Regions from separate parts of the Sus scrofa genome. Here all the other regions are linked to region 1. A link is a contact called in public HiChIP or PLAC-seq data. All regions are on one chromosome and are shown on one strand. Each heading gives the region's core, a stretch centred on a gene start, on an enhancer-like site or on the middle of the called end of the contact. The rest is flanking DNA. Distances are from core to core; before and after follow the strand shown.

What was found. HiChIP or PLAC-seq counts read pairs in DNA pulled down with a chosen protein or histone mark.
Region 2: a contact with region 1 is called in an H3K27ac HiChIP or PLAC-seq map of alveolar macrophages. The contact joins two enhancer-like sites.
Region 3: an H3K27ac HiChIP or PLAC-seq map of alveolar macrophages shows a contact between it and region 1. The contact joins two enhancer-like sites.

Annotation. Positions count from the first base shown.
Region 1 is chr13:33,667,760-33,672,273 of Sscrofa11.1, reverse strand. It overlaps RBM15B (putative RNA-binding protein 15B), which reads right to left. Exons shown (of 1, transcript XM_003132238.4): 1 at 1,227-4,514. It overlaps DCAF1 (protein VPRBP), which reads left to right. Exons shown (of 24, transcript XR_002337541.1): 24 at 323-1,298. Among named protein-coding and RNA genes, the nearest start is that of RBM15B, 5.6 kb to the right of the region's middle. Within about 2 kb of position 2,458, at least 2 of the 83 cell types and tissues checked have an H3K27ac peak or open chromatin away from gene starts, as enhancers often do. A contact at or near this core is called in alveolar macrophages, where this site is marked.
Region 2 is chr13:33,075,388-33,079,901 of Sscrofa11.1, reverse strand. LOC106505607 (a long non-coding RNA gene) reads right to left here. Exons shown (of 5, transcript XR_002337535.1): 4 at 1-131. Among named protein-coding and RNA genes, the nearest start is that of CISH, 13 kb to the left of the region's middle. Within about 2 kb of position 2,486, at least 53 of the 83 cell types and tissues checked have an H3K27ac peak or open chromatin away from gene starts, as enhancers often do. A contact at or near this core is called in alveolar macrophages, where this site is marked.
Region 3 is chr13:33,113,114-33,117,627 of Sscrofa11.1, reverse strand. It overlaps MAPKAPK3 (mitogen-activated protein kinase-activated protein kinase 3), which reads right to left. Exons shown (of 11, transcript NM_001143717.1): 3 at 238-377. Among named protein-coding and RNA genes, the nearest start is that of MAPKAPK3, 18 kb to the right of the region's middle. Within about 2 kb of position 2,602, at least 14 of the 83 cell types and tissues checked have an H3K27ac peak or open chromatin away from gene starts, as enhancers often do. A contact at or near this core is called in alveolar macrophages, where this site is marked.

The sequences.
Region 1 (4,514 bases), core at 1,209-3,708:
CCATGGGCAAAAGCTTCAGAGAGGGCTTGCCTGGTTCCTTTTGGGCCATTCAGGTAGGAGGAAGACCCTCTAGGAAGCAGACGGCCCTGCTTCCAGGCCCTTTAAAAGGTAAGCCAGCAAGAGGTCCCAGAGGTAACCACCACTGCCAAAACAGTATATTCTCCAGAGCCAGCTCCAAGAAGTTAATTGATGTGTTTTCTTATTTCTGGAAACTGCTAATTACCCTTGCTCACACATAAATGTATGTGCATGCAGGTGCTTTCTTCCTGAAAGCTTCTAAGCCTAGTGCATAACCTAGTCTCTCCCTTTTCTTACCTTTCAGCTGACACCTCTGACAACTCTGATCTGGAAGATGACATCATCTTATCTCTAAACGAGTGAGGAGCCACATGGAAGAGATTCTTAGCAGGCGAGAAAATAAGTCAAATGAATTCAGAACATCTTCCCTTCCCTTTCTCCCAGGGCTCTTATAAGGAACTGCATGCCCTGCTTTCAGAGGATTATGGCTTAGAGAGTCTCACTGGAATCTGAAGGTCCTTCTAAAAACAATAACAACCACAAAAAAAAAGACAACAGGGGTTAGGCCCTATTCTGCTTCCCCTTTCTCCTAGGATGGACATATCTTTCCTCAAGGGAAAAAAACAAAACAAAACATGTCTCTGGGGTTATTTCACAATATATTTTCTTTGTATAATGTTCTTTACTTAAAGAACAAGAAATAGTTTTTTATAAAACTTAAAAAGAAAAAAAAAAGGCATTTATAACTGAGGGTATGAACTTATATCCACCAGGTCTCTTGTCCCGGCACTTCATTTTCTATGGAAGAAAATGATGTCTAAAGAACAATATAGAGGCATTTTTACATACGTATTTAAATGAAAAGGAAAATCGTGGTTTCTTAAATTGATAAGGATTAAGAATATTTTATTATAAATATAATATATGATTTTTTAACCCATTTTGTTGCCTCATATGCTGTCAAGTTAATTTGTTTTCCTTCATGCCAGAGGTGGGGGGAGGAAGACACTGCTTGTTTGCTGAGTAAATGCCTAGGTTCACCCACCTTCATGGTTTGGGGGCAGCAAGGTCATTGTGGATATTGGTTTTGTGGAGTTGAGGGAACTTAGGATATAAGTTCACTCCCTCTATTTTTCTTTGTGATTCAGTTTTTCAAAAATCTGTTTTTCTTCCCTTTCTCCCCAATGTGGAAATTACAAATCAAAGGCCTTTTTCTTTAATGTAAAGTGTATTTATTTAAAAAAAATACAAAATAAACTACAAGTCTGTCTTCGTTTGTTTATGGCCTTTCCCTGTTCTTTTTTTTTTTACCAAAGTAGGGTCTGTCCCTTTCCTTTCAGCTCTAGCCAGGCAACAAAGAAGACGCCTTCCAAGAGAGGCAGTCCAGGATGGGAGAAGAACACCGTCTGCCCAAATAAAGCACTCTGAGGCGAAAAGCAGCTTAGGCACAGCGTCCAGCCCTGGACTGCCTCCTGCCCCCAGAGGACTGGGCAGGGGGCGGAGGGGTCACTCAGGGCACTGTCCACTGGCCACACCTCTCTTTCCTAGGTTCTGAAGCAAGAAGGCAGCTCCAGAGTAGAGATTTGGTGGAGCTGGAGAGTTAGGGGTCCTGGGACGTTTTGGAGTAGTGAGCTGGCAAAGCTAAGGAGTGAAAGCATTTTGGCCATCCCCATAGTTGGGTGACTCTCGTGACCTTTTTTAAGGGAGTACAACAGTAGACCCAGGCAGTTCTTCAGTTTTGGTGGTTTAGGGGCATCTGGAGCTTGGTCAGGCTGGGTTTGCAGGTCTTTCACAGGCCTCTAAAACTGGCCTGTGATTAAACTGTGCTACCAACAGGAAAAGTACCGGGTGCTCTTACCTTTTCACTCACCCCGCCCCACTCCGCCCCCTTCTAGGAGACCCCTAGGCTCTCTCTTCCTTTGGGTTCACAGGGTTTCTATCCTAGAGTTATTTATAGCTTAAGAGACTTTTCCCCCTTTACTGAGAAAAGTGGACAAATGTGAAGTAAACAAGCAAGACAAGACAGCTAAAACTCACCAGGGGCCGGTAAAGCCCTGCTGGGCTTCGGAGCACCATACAGGTCATCACACACATGAAGTAGGCCCGTGTCACACAGGCACCTCTTGGTCCTCTAGAGAGCAGAGGTCTCAGCTCTTACATTGCTTCATGCCTCAGCTTAAACACGTTGCTAACACCTAACCCGTGGAATATCTGACTGCTGATACACTAGAAGAAAACAGGTTAAAGTCAAGCAGTACTAAAAGCATTGTATTCTAATTATTAACTCAAGCAAGCCACTGTCTCCCTGAACTCTGCCAGCTGCTCCTGGGAGCACTGCAGGTCTCTCAGGTGGAGATGGGGACCTCTAATAGGAAGCAGAATCCTGGTTGACTTGACAACACACCCTTAGGGAAGTGCCCGAAGAGGTTACGGAAACATCAGCCCTTTCTTACTCTGCCAGGGCTCAGAATCTGAGTCACTGAGGAAGAAACATGTAGAACAGTAGCAAACCACCAGTGGGACAAATTTTGCCTTTAAGCCACATCTCAGCTAGGACCTGAACCCCCGGAGGCGGCACTGGATGCCTGCAGCCACATCATTCTCTCTCGGGGGCAGCAGCACCATCACCCAGCCAGGGCCTTGACCACGCGACCTACCCTTGCTGGTGCTGGCCAAGGCCGTTCTGAGAGACTGTTACAGAATCTGCTGTGTCTTAAGAGCAGAAGAAAGGAGTTGAGAAGAGGGTCCAGGGAAGAGGAGGATGGTCAGACAGCGGGGTGTGGTTCTTCGCCAAAACAGTCATTCATTCTGGGGCTGGAGAGCACCTATCCCTGAAGAACGGTGAATAAAGCAAGGGTTTAAGTGTCTTCTCCAACCAGGTTACCCAGCAGGTTTCTGTCTAGACAGGCTGGGAGGCATAGTACTCTGGGGCCCAAGCACCCACTCTATAAAGGAAGAGCCCAGAAAAGTTTGGGGCTTAAACAGAGCTTGGCAGCTCTGGCCAGTGACCCAGACATTTGGTAGTGTGCCTTCACCTCTGCCTCATCTGCTCTACACAAGATGAGGCCCACTCCTGCTTCTGGTGGTGCCAATGCCTGGAATGGTGCAGCTGCGGCCTGTGCCCTGCACTGCTTTGCTCAGATACCTGGCAGTGGTGACCAAAGCTCAAGTACAAACAGACAAGCACATCTAACACTTCCCTGTGTTAAATGTTCTGTTAGGAACATGCTTGTTCTCTCATGAGCATCAGCTGAAGCCCAAGGAGTACTTCCCAGGCCCCTTCCTTTTCCTGCTTCAATTATTAAGGTCTGGAAAAGTCACCTCTTTCATTGTCCTGTGGAAAGGTACATATCCTCCATGAATGCACACTGAGGCCCTGCCTCTACCTTACAAACTCTCAAAACATCCCAGCTGTCACCCGTGCTGCCTCGTGCCAGCCAGGGTGGTGGACCAGACCCAGAGAGGACGGCAGGACCAACAGAACCCAGAGCTCCTGGTCACTTGGGACTCATTTCCTTTACTGGAGCTCCTGCTCTCCTTCAACCTTGACTGTGAACAAGTTGGAACATCTTTTGGAACATCTCAACTGCCACAAACATTCTGGAAAATGGTGTTTGAGCTATGTTCTCTTGTGACAATTGTTGTGTGACTGATTTCCCTCTCTGGTCCCTGACACTGCTGGCTTTATCGGCCAATGCTGGTCATACCCTCAGCAGAGACAAGTGGCCAAAGAACGTGAGACTTCTCTGAAACCATTTCTCCCTCCCAGCTTGAGGATGCCTCCACATTCCTCCCCAGCTCAGCCTGAATGGCTTTGAGCTCTGGCACTGCCCAACACCTCGGCAACTGTGACACTTCCCCACAGAAGCACCTATCTTCCAGGGGTCCCCACCTCCTCAGTATCAGGGCAAGAGGCCAAGGCATGCGTTCCCACCTTGAACCTGGCAAAGTTACGACAGTTAACAAGAGCATCTTCCTATAGCCCACAGGACTCCCTCAAAAACTCTTCAGGCCAGCAATTCAGTGTTCTCACAAAGCTCCAGTGACTGCGCAGAAGCCCAGTCCATTGACACATCAGCCCCAAACAGCTGAAGGAAAAACCAGAATTCACAAACACCAGGAAAAGTTCAAGAATTAACCCATGAAAGCTGCCGCCTACTCTCCATTCCAGCAAGTGGCTTCCAATGTGCCTGGGAGTCCGAGGCAGCTGTCTCCAATTGGGTATCCCCGGGCTGCTGCATTAAGGCTAGAAGGGAGGCTGAACAAGAGAAGGAGGTGGCGCAGATCCATGGCACCCAAGACCCCTTGGCATTAATATTGCACTGCTCCTCCCATGACAAGACCACGCAACTGCTAAAGACTACCTGCTTTCAAAAAGGCCTAAAGATGGGTGCTTTGTAGCTACAGCTCAAACTGATGGATACACACACATTGTTTAGGACAGGGAAACAAAAGCTAAAAACTACCACAGCCGCAGGCTACCCTTCAGACTCAAA
Region 2 (4,514 bases), core at 1,237-3,736, 590 kb after region 1:
AGTCCAAATCATATGCTTCTTTTCTGAGAAGTCTTCCTTAACTTTTCCACCATTTATTCATGCCTCTGTTGGGCACCCACTGCACCCTTGGGAATCTCCCTGGAGCTTGAGTTTTCCCAGGTCTCTCCAGCCTGGGGAGGAGAAAACATATTTCCATAAAAGATTCACAACAACCATTCTTTGGCTAAAATTCTCTCTCTCTCTCTCTTTGTCACACACACACACACACACACACACACACACACACACACACACACACACACACAGACATACAGACACACACACACACATCATACTCCCGTGAGGATGTCTTTGAAGAGGCAAATTAGCCAAATGAAAAGAACCCAGGTAGGGTTCAAAGTTCAGCCCTTCCAAAAATACCCTGGGATCTCAAACAAATAGTTTAAGGTCTTGGAGTCTCAGTTTCCCTATCTGTCCACCAGAGAGAGTGGTAGTGGCCAACTACAGGGAGGTTAGAAAGTGGCCATGCCTGGCTTTGGGAGAATACAGGGTAAGTAGAAACTGATGCTCACTGTGAACAGGAGGAGACGGGGAAGGCCCAAAGCAGGAGGAGCGTTTTTGTGTGGCCAAAGCTTTATGCTCAATGGAAAGACAGTTGCTTCCACCACTCAGACCTGGTTGAAGCAGGCAGTGCCGTGAGTGTAAGAAATGGCCTCTGACGGCTGAAGGAACTTGGGGGGGCCATGGCACCCCCAGGCAGTCCTCTAGGACTATTCCACTGCGCAGCCTTCACTAGGGAGACCCCACTCTGAGGTGTGGATGGAGGGGGAGTGGAATCCAGCAAATGCTCCTCAGGTATAGCCCTATTCCAGGGACTCTCTCCACACCCAGCACTGATGCTGATGAGCCAGACTGGCCTTTCCTGTCACCAGACCCAGGCTCCTCCTCCATCAGAGGTGAAGATTTCATTCATAGTCTGGATTGGGCCAAAGCTTTGTTTTTTCTTCCTTTTTTTTTTTTTTTTGCTTTTTTAGGGCTGCACCAGGGACATATGGAAGTTCCCAGGCCAGGGGTTGAATCAGAGCTGTAGCTGAGGCCTACAAAACAACCACAGAAACATCAGCTCCAAGGTACATCTGTGACCTATGCCACTGTTTGCGGCAATGCCAGATCCTTAACCCCACTGAGTAAGGCCAGGGATTGAACCCACATCCTCAGGGACACTATACCAGGTCCTTAACCCACTGAGGCACAATGGAAACTCCCAAAGCTTTGTCCTTAAAAGTTCCTCTCACCCCTCAGTCTTCTCCCAAGAAGCACTTCTCCCTCCCCACCCCTCCAGCTCTACTTCTGAGCAACAGCTCTGTGCATGTGTGTGCGTGTGTGTGTGTGTGTGTGTGTGTGTGTGTTGACCTTTCCACTTGGCCAACATTCCTTTGTTTTTCTCAGCTCCTTCGGGTAGATGGCCATGGTAAGAGGAGCCATTAGGAGAGCGGGTTCTCAAGAAGCCTTTTTTCCAAAGCCCAAGGAGACACTGGAAAATGAAGGTTTATCCAGAGGCAGATGGGTTCCCAGGGCACTGAGAGGAGTGTGGGTAAGAGACAAATAGAGCTCTTAACTCCAGTGTGCATGCCTGTTGGGACTGGCCTCTGGGCATCCTTGCAAGGTCTAGTGGGCAGGCTGAGCTTAGACAGGCAAAGCTGTGTGACAGTGGCCAGGTTGCTCTATATCCCTGAGCCATACATGTCTCAAAGTAGACCAAAGCCCTGGGTTTGCTTTCAGTGTGATCAGCTCATGCTCACTCTATCCCAGAGGTGCCCAGACTGGGTCTCTATAGCCCTTTTTCTCTTCACTCAGAGCCAGCAGGTGGGGGAGGGCTGTGAGCTTTGGGGAAGTAGCACCTGCTCTCAGGACCTTGACAATCACACCCTTGCTCCTCTGGGTCTCAGCGGATGAACTGGGGTGTGCTAGGTTCCAGGAGGATCCCTGGGCCTCGGGGAGGGCAGAGAATTAGAGGGCAGAGAAGGTGTGGCATGGGCACACCCCTACCCCCACCCCGGGTGAGGTGTTTTCATGAGAATCAGCAGCTGTGGCTGGAGGCCTCTTCCCAGGAAGAAAGAGCACAGCGCCTCTTCCAAGAACTCGGAGGAGGCCTGCAGGCAGGGGGAGGGGAGCGGGGGAGTTAATTTTAAACCAAACAGCCTTCAACGCTTCTCAGGAACTGGTTGCTCAATGTGATCTGGCAGGTCCCAGGCGGGTAGGCAGGCCTGGCGCCAGCTCAGAGGGGGTGGGGGTGGCGGACACACCCCAGGGGGGAGGCCCAGTGACCCTGAGGGAAGTGGGGCCCTGTCCTTGCCCATGAATCAGGGCCTGTCACCCCCAACCCCCACCTACCCAACCTGAGGGTATGGGGTGGGGTAATTTCCTGTCAGGCAAAGTGAAATTATAACAAGATTAATAATACAGTGTCATGTCCTTCCAAGGACTGACTGTCCCATGCCCCTTTCCCTGCTTAGAAACTGCCACTCCCATTCCCTGGCCTGTACCTCTGGAGGTTATCTGATAAAAGCCTGCTCTGAGGCCAGAGTAAGGCTTGTGCCATTTGCCTATAAGATGGGATCTTTGGGTGGGGGTTGAGGGATGGAGGGTGGAGTATAGCAAGCTGAGCCCAAGTTCTGGACCTGAGGAGTGAGCCTCTTGTGTGTGCTAGGAGGCTCTGAGATGAAGGTTCTCATTGGGCCTACCCCACCCCCATCGCTGACTGGAGTCAAAGCGCCTTCACACACACTGACCTCCTGCCCCCACCTTGGTGTGGCCACCCCCTCGCTCTGGCCTCGGCCTCCGAATGTCTGGACCCTACAGAGGCCCCGCCCAGGGCACCCCCTCCTTCACTCCCTCCACCCGCTGCCCAATGAGACTCCAGCAGCCTGGGTAGGGCCAGGCCAATGTTCTAGGAAAGGATCCTGAGTGAACGCTGCCAAGAGCCACAGTTCTTGGAATCAGCTCTGCAGAGCAAAGGGACGATTCCTGGAACCTGCTGGGCACTCCAGGGAGAGAGGCTCAGAGGACAGGGCAGTGACCTAGGTGAGGGGGAGGGGATGCAGAGGCCTCAGCTTCCCTCCAGGAAGCACTCCCTGCCTGCAGGTACCTCCTTAGACTCCCCTATCTCTGCACTGCCTCTGCAGGACCCCTCAAAAGAGGACCAGGACAGGCCCAGGTCTGGCACAGCTTTGGCAGTACCCAGTGTTCAGCCCAGGGATAGGCACAGAGTGGACAACTATAGGGAAAAAAGGGGTCATGCATGCCTGGGAGGAAGGACAGTGTGTGTGGAGGGGGGCACAGGAGAAAGTGGGATGTTAGGTGCAACTGTGCTGCCCAGGTTGGTGAGCAGCCAGGGGTATGAAGGCCTAAGAGGGATGAGGAGGGAGGGCAAAGCAGGATCAGCAGAGCCAGGCCCTGCTCATTGAGTCCCTTGCTGATGAACAGGCAACGTCTGGCCAGGATTTCTGTCTCTCCTTCAGGCCAGTCTTTTCCTACAGGGTCTTTCCCCTCAGATCTCTATCCCACAGTTGGGTACAGAACCCAGCTCTGGTGTTAAGCCAGCTGGGATGGTCCTAGCACTGATGCCCAGCTGTGGAGTCATGAGCACACATCTGGTCTGTTGGAGCCTCAGTTTCCCTACTTAGAGAATAAAAAGAGAAATTCCTGTCATGGCTCAGTGATTAGCAAATCCGACTAGGAACCATGAGGTGGCGGATTCAATCCCTGGCCTTGCTCAGTGGGTTAAGGATCTGGTGCTGCCGTGAGCTGTGGTGTAGGCTGGCAGCTGTAGCTCTGATTGGACCCCTAAGCTGGAAACCTCCATATGCCTCAGGTGTGGCCCTAAAAAGACAAAAGCCCCCCCCCACCAAAAAAAAAGAGAGAGAGAATTAAAAAGAGAAGCTACAGAGCCCCCAGGAAGACCATAGCAGTTGTGTGGGACTGGGTTAGGGCCTAATCACACTTTGAGTGTGTGGCCATGAGTGTTCCCCTCACAGGGTCCCAGGGTCAGCGGGGGCCTTGAAGCCTGGCTGATGGGGCAGGGAGAGCATGTCTGGACTATGTAGAGAAAAAGTAAGGGCCTCCCTTTCTGGCTAGGTGACCTTGAGATAGCCTTTTAACCACTTAGGACCTGTTAACCCTCAGAATGGAGAATACCTCCCCAGCCAAGGGTGGACAGAGGTGTGGGCAGGGACTTGCCACTTCCCTCATGCCCTCAGGTTACTCTTTGGCTCTCACAGAGCACAGCTCCAAGCCTGCAACCCACCCACCCACAGCATGTTACAGAGAAGGGGGCCCCTAGCCCATCCTCCAGAGGCCAGTTCTGGGGTGGAGAAAGCTGAGCCTCAATGTCTGGGCGGGGGCTACGAGGCGGGGCTGTGACAGAGCACAGTCCTTTGACCCCTTGCAGGAGGATGGTGGGGCAGCCTAGGGACATAGTTCACCACTACGCCTTTGCTTTGGGGCGCTGGTTCTCTGGGGCTACCTGAAGCAGCAGGCAGTGGGATTGCTGC
Region 3 (4,514 bases), core at 1,353-3,852, 550 kb after region 1:
CTCTGACAGCTCTTCCTCCCAGAGTAGAAATCGCACCCAGGGAAGCCATATAGGAACCCACCCCTGTGATTTCCTTCCCACACTTGTAGGAATGCCCTTGTGGCCAGCTACAGAGACCCACTCCCACCAGGAGCCGGGGTACCTCCTGGCTGCTATCTAAAGAATAGAGAGGGTCTCCAAGGAATGGCTGGAGCCCAGGGGCCACAGGGGTACCAATGAGGCACTGAGGCAGCATACCATTCCATGACGATGAGGAGACAGCGTTTGTTGTGATGCATGTTCTCATACACATCCAGGATGCTCACAATGTGGGGGCCGCCGGAGGCCTGCCAATGGTGGTCCACCTCCTGCCGGGCCTTGGGGCTGTCGTATAGGAGCTGAGGGCGGGTAGGCACAGAAAGTGTCAGGCCCAAAACCCACTTCCCCAGTAGCCACCTAAATAGTGCCACTACCCTCACTTTGCAGACAAGGACATGTAAATTCAGAGAAGCCTATGACCCTCCTAAGGTCACCCAGCTTGTGAAGGGCAAAATGAGAATCCAGCTTGTCCTGATTTGTGATCCAACGAACCTCTGGACTTGATTGAGGGTCAGCTTCAAGCAGCTTGGCTGGTAGCTCGGGAAGGCCCAGGAGGTGGCTGAAAGCTTGGATGGGCTCAGAGGCCAGAGATGCCCCTCCCTCCCTTCCTGGGAGCAGCGAGTGAAGTGAAAATTGAGTGGGTTTTATAGTCAAATCACACAGCATCTGTGAGACCCCAGGCCAGGAGTCGCACATCCCCTGAACCTCATTTTTGCTGTGGGATGGCACAAGAGTTGTGGGCCCAGAGGCATTATCTGGGGGCAGAGAGGATCCTGCTTAAGGGAGGGAGGTAACTGCCTGGTGGGGTGAGCTCTGAACTTGGGCCTAAATTCCACCAGTGACTCAGTGTTACCTCAGGCAAACATTCACAGCTCCAAGCCACAGCCCACAACTCCGTAAAATGAAGTAGTAACAGAGTCATCCCCACAGGATGCATCACAGCAAGGCAGGCAGCAGGTAGGCGAGCGGCAGGATCCTTGCTCAGGTTAACTTAGCTCTGGGCTGTGGCTGCCAAACTTAAGGCCAATCACCGGAAATGAGCAAGACCCTGAAGAGGTCCTGCTCAGAGGAGGTGTAGGAGGTGGAGAAGTCAGACTGCAGGGGGAGGTGGCCCAGTAAGGGGAGAGCAGGGAGAAGCCATGCCCCTTAGGGCTGCTCACATATGCTTCCTACTTGAGCAGGGCTGAGGACCAGGGATGGAACCCAAAATAGCTCAGATCAGCTCCATCTTGCTCAGTACCTGCAGGACCCTAGGCCACCTCTGGCCTTGGTTTCATCCTCTGCAGCATGGCTTCCCCTCCTCCAGGGCACTGTGTGGGGTAGGCTCAAGGATCAAACTCTCTAGGCACAGATCAACTAGGGCAGAGAGGAAGGTAGTGGGTTCTCACATCTGCTGCCCCTTGGCTTTCTATCTCTGAAGCTGTTCACCTTGACCCTAGCCTGGAATGCAAGGAGCTGGGCAAGCCCCTCCTCCAGCTCCAGGGTCCCTGCTCCACTAACCAGTTCAGAATGGGGTTGTAAAGGGGGCTGGCTGTAGATAGACACTCCCAGCCTCAAAAACATGGATCTCTTGCTCATGCTGCCTTTGTCCCCCAGGACACCCCTCTGTTCCCTGCCTTGTGATTTGACTACACAGCTCCTGAGAACCAGCTTCTTACTTAACAGCAGTACTGGGGGCAGAGGTTCAGTCACTTCCACTCAGCACACCAGCTCCCCCCAACTGTGTCCTGAAGTGGCACTAGTCAGCGGTGCCTCAGGCTTTAGCCACAGGACCAAAGATATGCCATTCTCTCTTCCTGCTCTATTCTCTCTGAACCCCTTCACTGCTGGGCCTCCTAACCCTTCTCCCTGACCACCTTCCCTGGCCGGACCTGACTGTGTCTTCTCAGGGGCCCCAGCTCCTTGACACCTTCCTCACTCTGCCCTACTTCTGGCACCCGACCCCTTTACCAGGTCTCTCTCTTCTTTCCTAAAATCCCAGGATCACTACTGGAATGTTTTCAATGGGGTCCTCAGCCCCACCTTGCTCTCTGGCCTTTCTCTACCTATTTCCCAAGGCCTCTCTTTAAATTCCCAGACATAGGAAGCTCCTGCTGTGGCTTAGTGGGTTAAGAACCTGACATAATGTCCCTGAGGATGAGGTTTGACTCCTGGCCTTGTTCAGTGGGTTAAGGATCCGGCATTACCATGAACTGTGGTGTAAGTCGCAGACCCAGCTCAGAACTGGTGTTGCTGTGGCTGTGTAGCTCCAATTCAACCCCTAACCTGGGAACTTCTGTATGTCGCACATGTGGCCCTAAAAAGCAAAAACAACAACAACAACAAAAACAGTCCTAGTCCTCCAAGTAAGAGTATGTCTACCTCCTCTCCTGGCATTCAGGCCATTCCTTCCTCTTCCAGACCACTTCCTGCTACCCTGACCCCAGAACACTTTCAGTTCTGGTCAGAATGATGTATGTTCTGGTCCCAAACAGGTCTCACCCTCTGTCCACTCCATGTGCACTCTCACTCCATCTCGTTCCTCCTTTTTGAGGAACCTTCTGGGCTCAGTCAGATGTAGCTCCTCTGGAAAGTTCTCCTAGCACTTCCCCTAATGGGTTTTGTCTCTGAACCTCCCACCAAGCTGGAAGCAGCTTGAAAACAGAGGTAGGTCAGTTTAACCTGGGAGTTCCTGGCTGAGGCCTGGCAGGAAACACTGGGCTCCTAAACAAATAAAGGATGGGATGATGAGCATGGGGCTGGAAGGAGACAGGGGGTATGAGAGGGAAAGGAGAAAGGAGGTGGATGGCTGAGGAAAGACCCAAGAGCCTCATGGCCTGGGCCTGTACCCTGTGCTTTGCTTGGGTGGAGAAGCAGGTGGAGCTGCCCTGAGTTGGAGTCTCTCAATGCCTCCCACCCTGCTCACTCCATATTTAGGAACCCATTTCCTACACAGATTAAAATAGTGCCTAGGCCTATTTTAATTCCTTCCCTAAGTGCCAAGGCCCTGAGAACAGACACAGAGGCAGGGAGAGAGCTGTCTGAAGAAAATGTAATAAATGCCCCCAGGCCTCTCTACAAGGGGATTACAGGGGCCCAAGCCCTGCACCTGGCCCCATCCAGGGCCCGCTGCCAAGAATTCTCCTGGGCTGTCACTCTTGGTCTCTTGGGTTGACCTTGAATGTAGGCCCAAACCCCTTAGATCCTCAGTATTCTCATCTTTCTTCCCCATAGCCAGAGCCTCTTCCTCTTCCAGGAGTCCCAGTGTCATCTCTTCTCAGAAGCCTTCCCTGACCACTCTGTCTGAAGAGGACCTCAAAGGTCTCTTATTCTCCTTTCAGCCTTTCTTTTTCTTTTTTTCTATATATGCTTGTCTATTGAAGTATACTCTACATAAAATCAAGTGTACTTTACCTACACAAGTCTCAAGAGTCTGGTTCAAGGAATTTTGACAACTGTGCACACCTTGTGACCCATACCCCATCAAGACAAAAACATTGCCAGCTCCCCAGAAAGCGCCCACGTCATCGCCCCTTCTACCTCTCTCCTGTGCAGCACTTGGTCATGACCTACAATTAGCTTGTTCCTTTGATAACTCTTTAAACAAACACATCCATGAGGATATTGCACTTTCAATGTGCCTGGCTCTGTTCTGAGCACTGTAAGTATCACCACCATTCCTTAGCTGAGAAATTGAGGCACAGAGAAGGGAAGTGACTGGCCACAGATCAGGTGGCCATTTCCCCAGTCAGGCCAGCATGATGCTGCCTCCCACATCAGACTGTGGGCCCACAAGGGCAGGGCCAGTCTGCCTGGTCACCCGTGGGCTCCGGTACCAGCACAGAGCACTGGCTCAGATAATATTTGCGGGCTTAATGAACAAATCTATTAAGTGAAGGTAAAGGGAAGAAACCCTCACAACCCATCATGAGGACAGAATAAGATTAAATTGAGGAGGACTCAAGAAGGCTCAGCAAATGAGACATGACAACATGGCCAAACTTGCTCCCTGCTGTATCTCACACCCTTTCTCTGGTGAACTGGACTTTACCTCCTCTTCTAAGAAGCCCCTCTTGACTACTTCAGCCCACCAGACCATTGCTACAAGAGGTTCATTATCCTTCATAAAAGGTGTCCCCAAGCAAAAGCCCCATATTTCCAGGCATGGGAATGAGCACAGAGCTGAGAGGGGAGGCCTAGGTTCCCTATTCTCAGGCTGGTCCTTTGTCTCTCTGTGCTTCTGTTTCACCAGTGTTAAGCTGCAGGGCCTGGGTTAGACTAGAAGGATGGGAGCTACACGGAGGACCTCTGATCAGGGGCTCCTTGCAAAGTACCTACCGTGACCCCACCCCAACATCACTGCGTCCAGGGAGCAGCCCCTAGGCCTCCATCAACACCATATCCAAATGCCTGAGCCTGCTGTGGGGGCCACCTGATGTCTTAGTCCCCAGTCACAG